Linked DNA regions of Mus musculus: region 2 is linked to region 1. Evidence: chromatin contacts called from public Hi-C data. All regions are on one chromosome and are shown on one strand. Each heading gives the region's core, a stretch centred on a gene start, on an enhancer-like site or on the middle of the called end of the contact. The rest is flanking DNA. Distances are from core to core; before and after follow the strand shown. Region 1 overlaps Rad51b (RAD51 paralog B). Region 2 overlaps Rad51b (RAD51 paralog B).

What was found. Hi-C and Micro-C count contacts between places; a contact is called where the count stands out from the background.
Region 2: a Hi-C map of bone marrow-derived macrophages shows a contact between it and region 1, with 43 read pairs. The contact joins two enhancer-like sites. A contact is called at or near these places in 10 of 484 Hi-C or Micro-C datasets (B cells, the G1E-ER4 cell line, beige adipocytes and 7 more), 7 of 115 datasets of contacts at active chromatin or transcription factors (the 230-238 cell line, CD8 T cells, embryonic stem cells and 3 more) and 1 of 9 other capture datasets (adipose tissue).

Annotation. Positions count from the first base shown.
Region 1 is chr12:79,632,296-79,635,136 of GRCm38.p6, forward strand. The region is part of intron 7 of Rad51b (RAD51 paralog B); the gene reads left to right. Among named protein-coding and RNA genes, the nearest start is that of Gm36048, 170 kb to the right of the region's middle. Within about 2 kb of position 1,401, at least 55 of the 459 cell types and tissues checked have an H3K27ac peak or open chromatin away from gene starts, as enhancers often do. A contact at or near this core is called in B cells, adipose tissue, bone marrow-derived macrophages and 1 more, where this site is marked.
Region 2 is chr12:79,723,819-79,726,518 of GRCm38.p6, forward strand. The region is part of intron 8 of Rad51b (RAD51 paralog B); the gene reads left to right. Among named protein-coding and RNA genes, the nearest start is that of Gm36048, 74 kb to the right of the region's middle. Within about 2 kb of position 1,278, at least 41 of the 459 cell types and tissues checked have an H3K27ac peak or open chromatin away from gene starts, as enhancers often do. A contact at or near this core is called in B cells, adipose tissue, bone marrow-derived macrophages and 1 more, where this site is marked.

The DNA of each region.
Region 1 (2,841 bases), core at 151-2,650:
TAATGTCATTTCCTAAAATTCAATTTACATCTAATAAAGTGCATAGCTTAATGAATTTCGGAGAATATGTATACCTAACAGAGATCCTATAACCTAGCACGTTTCCCTGAGCAACTCTGTAGTCGGTCGTCCCCCTCCTTGGCCCTGGGCAAACATGGATCAACTGTTTTGCTAAGGTTTCATTTTAATTTATAGTTTGGTCAACAAGATCGAAATAATGAGAGTTGAACATCATCAAAATTTGAGATTCAGATCTTACATCTGCTAGAACAATTCCAGAAACTTCTGAGCCTTACTGTTTTCATGCATCTGTGGAGATGATATCTATTTTTCTATCTTATAAATCCATCATGAAAAATCCAAAGAAGTCATAGAAGAGAAATAGTTATGTACAGTCCAAGTAACTATTTAGAAAATATTGGTTTCACTTAGAAGAGTGGTACTTGCAGACTTTAGTCCTGTAGTGAGATGCTGCCATCCTCTCATCGTGCCCACACAGATCCTTGAAGGCTGGTCCTCAAGGATGGAGATGAAGTTATATTTTGAAATATTTGGCTTAAGGGTTCAGAATTCAGTCTTCTGCCTCTAGCTGACAATATAGATGAACAATTCACTTGGCTGGTGTTTCTCAGTTAACACAGATCACTTACTTTACTTTGGATATAACCTATAATGTAAAATGTTCTCAATGGCTCTGGCTCTGACTCTGTCATGCTGGTCATACTCGAATGATTTATGTCATGCTCAAGCACCCACTGAACTTGTCAGCTTTGTGGTTTCCATTTTTCTTTGGATAAATCTGAATTTTTCAGTTAAGATGCTCCTCTATAGTATGTCAGCTGATGTGTAAGTCACTGCTGTTTGAACAATTGACTTACCTATCATTTTTATTGGAATGGAGCAGAGGGACTAACCAAGCTTCTGATAGAATTCTATTTGTTTTCCTTGGGGGAAAAAGAAAGAAAGAAAGAAAGAAAGAAAGAAAGAAAGAAAGAAAGAAAGAAAGAAAGAAAGAAAGAAAGGAAGGAGAGAAGAGAAGAGAAGAGAAGAGAAGAGAAGAGAAGAGAAGAGAAGAGAAGAGAAGAGAAGAGAAGAGAAGAGAAGAGAAAGAATTTCCTAATAGCTAGAGAGACCAGGTCACTTATATCTTCCTTGTCTGTGAGGTATTTCTGACATTTTATAGGCAAACCTACAAAAAGGTTCAGATCTCACTTTTAAAAACTGAGGTAATAGATTGTGTATACACACACACACTGTTGCTGCCGTTTGCCTCTGTGTACCCATGGATATCATTGTGTGGATTGTGCATTTTCAAAAAAGAACTGGCCGTCAGCACGACATTCTCACTTCCCCTGTGTACATTTTGTAGCTTCCCCACAGGGAAGCGAAACTGGTGGTGGTTGGAAGAGATTGACTCTGTTGAAGTGGATTCTGCCAAGTGGCTGTTTATAGATAACCTTTGTCTTAGGGTAATAATAGCAGGATCTACAGAATTCCAGCAGGCATCTGAAAAACAGCCCGTCACTATCAGAATCCTAAAGCACTGGCTTTGGACATATATTCACTTAAGATGGTGATGAGCCAGGAATCAGGAGAGCCTGGTTGGGCTGTGTGTGTGTGTGTGTGTGTGTGTGTGTGTGTGTGCATGCGCATGCACATGTGCAGCTTTGTGTCACTGTTGATATTTTCCTTCTTGTGGTTTATCTTCTGTGTAGAACTTTCACATCAATCGTCAAAGGCCCATTGCATCTTTAACTTTTGCAATATTCACGTTTCCATCCTTGCTCTGTAGAGATGCGTTAAGTACTTGCTCGTTAAAAGAGTTAGGCCATTACCCGGCCTGGAATGATCTGGATTCTATTTGGGCACTTCCAGAGAGAGGGCAGTATTCTGTCTGTACCATCCTCACGATTAGGATCCATCTGGAGCAGGTGCAGTCCCATCAGACCTTTGTGGGCCGTTCTCTACTATGCTGCTCGGACTTCAGCGCCGAGCTCTCTGTAGTTCTCTCAACTCTTAGGAGCCTCTTATTTTTCTCAAACTCAGTATTAGACACTCATGAATATTTTAAGCAGGTTACACAGGACACAAAAGCTGTACCTTTATGGGCAGGACTTTATATTTCAGACCAAACATATTCTAAAACATAACTCAGATAGTGCCAGTGTTCTCTTCAAACCCATCCCTGGTTTCTTACCATCCTAAAACCAAACTCTAAGTCAGTGTCATCGGAGCCAGGGTGCTGACTCTGCCCCACCCGTTTCATTGACCCTGATCCTTGATCACTAGCCTGCAGCACCGTGGTCTTTGGGTACCGAGATGATCACAAGCCTGTTTCTCCCAGGATCCTTACGTTCATCTTCCTGGCTGGGATTCTACCATGAATTCCCTGGAAACTCAGGACTGCCCCTCAGAACTCAGCCTAAATGGCTTCTCTTGGTAGCAGCCACCCATCGTTCTTCATGTTCAGTGCTTTCTTTATTCAGAACCCCCAATCTATCTGAAACTCTCCTGCCCTCCTCCTGGTTTCCTTATTATTGCTAGACGCTGATTGAGGACCCACTCTTCAAGGGCAGACCATTCTTTGTTTGACCTGTTCTCTATTGCAGTCTCCTAACCCAGAAGCTTGTCTAATCCCCAACCACATCTGGACTCATTGAGGATTAGATCTGAAGGCATTTACCTTGCCCTCCATCCCTATTCCTTCCCCTCCCCTCCTCATATGCTGAAATGTGTGGTCTAGGACTGAAGCACATGTCTTGGATCAAGGTTTTCGGTTCACTTGTTCCCTTAATCGGAAGCGTCTGGTCCTGCACAGCTGCAGCCCGGAAACAGCATCAC
Region 2 (2,700 bases), core at 28-2,527, 91 kb after region 1:
CTGGATGGATGTATTAGTCAGGGTTCTCGTAAGAGAACTGATGGGGTGAATCTGTATAGATAGAGAAAGGGGGTTTATTAGCATGACTTACAGGCTGTGGTCCAGCTAGTCCAATAATGGATATCTACCAATGGAAGATCCAAGAATCCAGTAGTTGCTTGGTCCAGGAAGTAAATTGGATGTCTCAGCTGGTCTTTTAGTTTATGCTAGAATCCTGAAGAAGTAGGCTCGAATGCCAGTGAAGGAATTGACTTGGCAGCAAGAACAAACAGGCAAAGAGAGACAAGCTTCCTTTTCCCATGTCCTTTGTATAGGCGGCCAGCAGAAGGTATGACTTAGATAAAGGTGGATTTTCCTACCTCCAAAGATCTGGATTAAATGTGGGTCCTCCTGTTTTAAATTATTTAATTGAGGAAAGTCTCTCACAGCTATGTCCAGCCACTTAGGGTTAATTCCAGATGTAGTCAAGTTGACAACCAAGAATAGCCATCACGGTAGAGTTGCTTCTATGAATTAGGAAGCCAGAAAACTAATCTGAAAAATAATTAACTTTAATTATGAGCTGAGCCAAGTACGTATTTTCTTCTTGTCTTCCTTCCTTCCTTCCTTCCTTCCTTCCTTTCTTTCTTTTTCTTTTTTTTTCAGAAAATACATGTTTTGCCCATATTGTAACAAAGTTTCAAAAAAGTTAAGTAACTTGCCAGAGTAAAGGCAGACCGTTTTATTTCTATTTTTTATTTAGCAATGGTTTCTAGCCAGAGATGACAAAAATATTTCACCATGCTAGATAATGTGTTTGGACCACTATGTTGAAATTTTGCTGCAGCTGCCTCCACATGATCCTGTGTAAGGTGGTAGTGGTGTGTGACCTGCATGTCTCTCATCAAAGAGACGACCTTCGAATCTTTACTTTCTCCTGAAAGTGGAAGATGAGAAAAGTCATCTGAATGCTATCTAGCTGCAGGAAAGCTATGCCTACTGCCAAGATGGAAAACACTCTGTTGTTGCATGAACAATATAGGCCAGTAAATTTATGAGAACTATTTTCGAAGACTTGAAATGGAAGATAAGTGTAAATAAAGTAGGTTTGTAGCTCAAATGTGTATTTTTTTAGTTGAATTAGTTTATTTTTCTGATTTGTAATTCTTTAATGTGATTACAGAAGATTGAATTGTATCTATGGTGATATCATAACACACCCCTAGCCCTCTGATGACTTCCTTATTGAAAGATTACCATGCTAAGGCAGAATAAGGAACCAAAACACACAAGCACACTTGACTCTATATTTAAATTGTTATCTATGCTACAGCATCAGAATGAAAGCTGTGAAGTAGCCTATGGTACATGACCAAAGGAGCCAAGAAAGGTCATGAACTTCTAGCTCAGACTCATACCTGTAGTTTGAGAAATAATCTCTTGTATTGTTTTGCATTTTAGAAAATTCTATGTTTTCTTGTGCATATGTGTCTACATGCTATTTTATATTTAAAGTTAATATTTTATAACACAGGTGTACATGCATGCATGGTATGTACATGTTTGTGCACACATACTCATTTTACCTGGAAAAATGGGTAACCCTTACTTAGGTATTCTGAACTTTTGGGGGGGGGGTCGAGACAGGGTTTCTCTGTGTAGCCCTGGCTGTCCTGGAACTCAGTTTGTAGACCAGGCTGGCCTCGAACTCAGAAATCCGCCTGCCTCTGCCTCCCAAGTGCTGGGATTAAAGGTGTGTGCCACCACCACCCGGCCTGAACACCTTTTTAGCCATGTAAAAATCAACTATTTTGGTGAATTGCAGTTAGATAAAATTTTATTATAGCAGTCCAATTAATGCTTATTTGTTTCTGAAGGATAAATAAACGTGATATGGCTTTTATATTTTAGTATATTAAAATTTCTCAATAGCTCATTGCCTTTATGCTAGTGACAACTGGTCTTCAAATCTCTCTAGTCTCCCTATAATAAACTGAGCATAAGGAGAAAATCAAGCTAAAATTTTGCTTTACTTTCACTTCCACTCAGCTCTCTCCAAGCACACAGTGCTGCTTCCTACATCAGAGATGCCTAGGAGCTGGCAGGAGACAGCTCAGCTCTTCCTATAATTCCTCATGGCAAATGTGTATCTTAAATGTGATGATAGATTCCAGTTTGCTTTGGTGCCTTATTTTGAGAATAGCTGCTAGAGCCACAATCTCTTTGCTTTGGCTGATGCTCCTCCTCCTCCTCCTCCTCCTCCTCCTCCTCCTCCTCCTCCTCCTCCTCCTCCTCCTCCTCCCTCTCCTCTTCCCCCTCCCCCTCTTCTCCTGGGCTATTGTATTTTTCTTCTCTGTATGGAGTGAAATGGAAACTACTCTCTCTCTCTCTCTCTCTCTCTCTCTCTCTCTCTCTCTCTTTCACACCCCCGCACACACATAATTAGTCTTGGCTATGATGTCCCTTGGCTAGGCAGTTTAGTCAGTACCCAACTCTTCTCTACAGCTAGTGCTTTGCTTGTCCTGAAGAGCCCGATGATTCATCTCTCTGGGGAGATGAGACATGGTTCCATATTTGATATTACCCATTGGGCTTATTGCTTTGCTTAAATTCCCAGATTTGTCTAGTGTTTGCTGACTTTTTAATCCAAGAATAAAGTCATGTAAGTCACCAGTGTAGTGCTAGTGGATTTGGCAACTTATAAAGTTTAGAAAGCCTCCA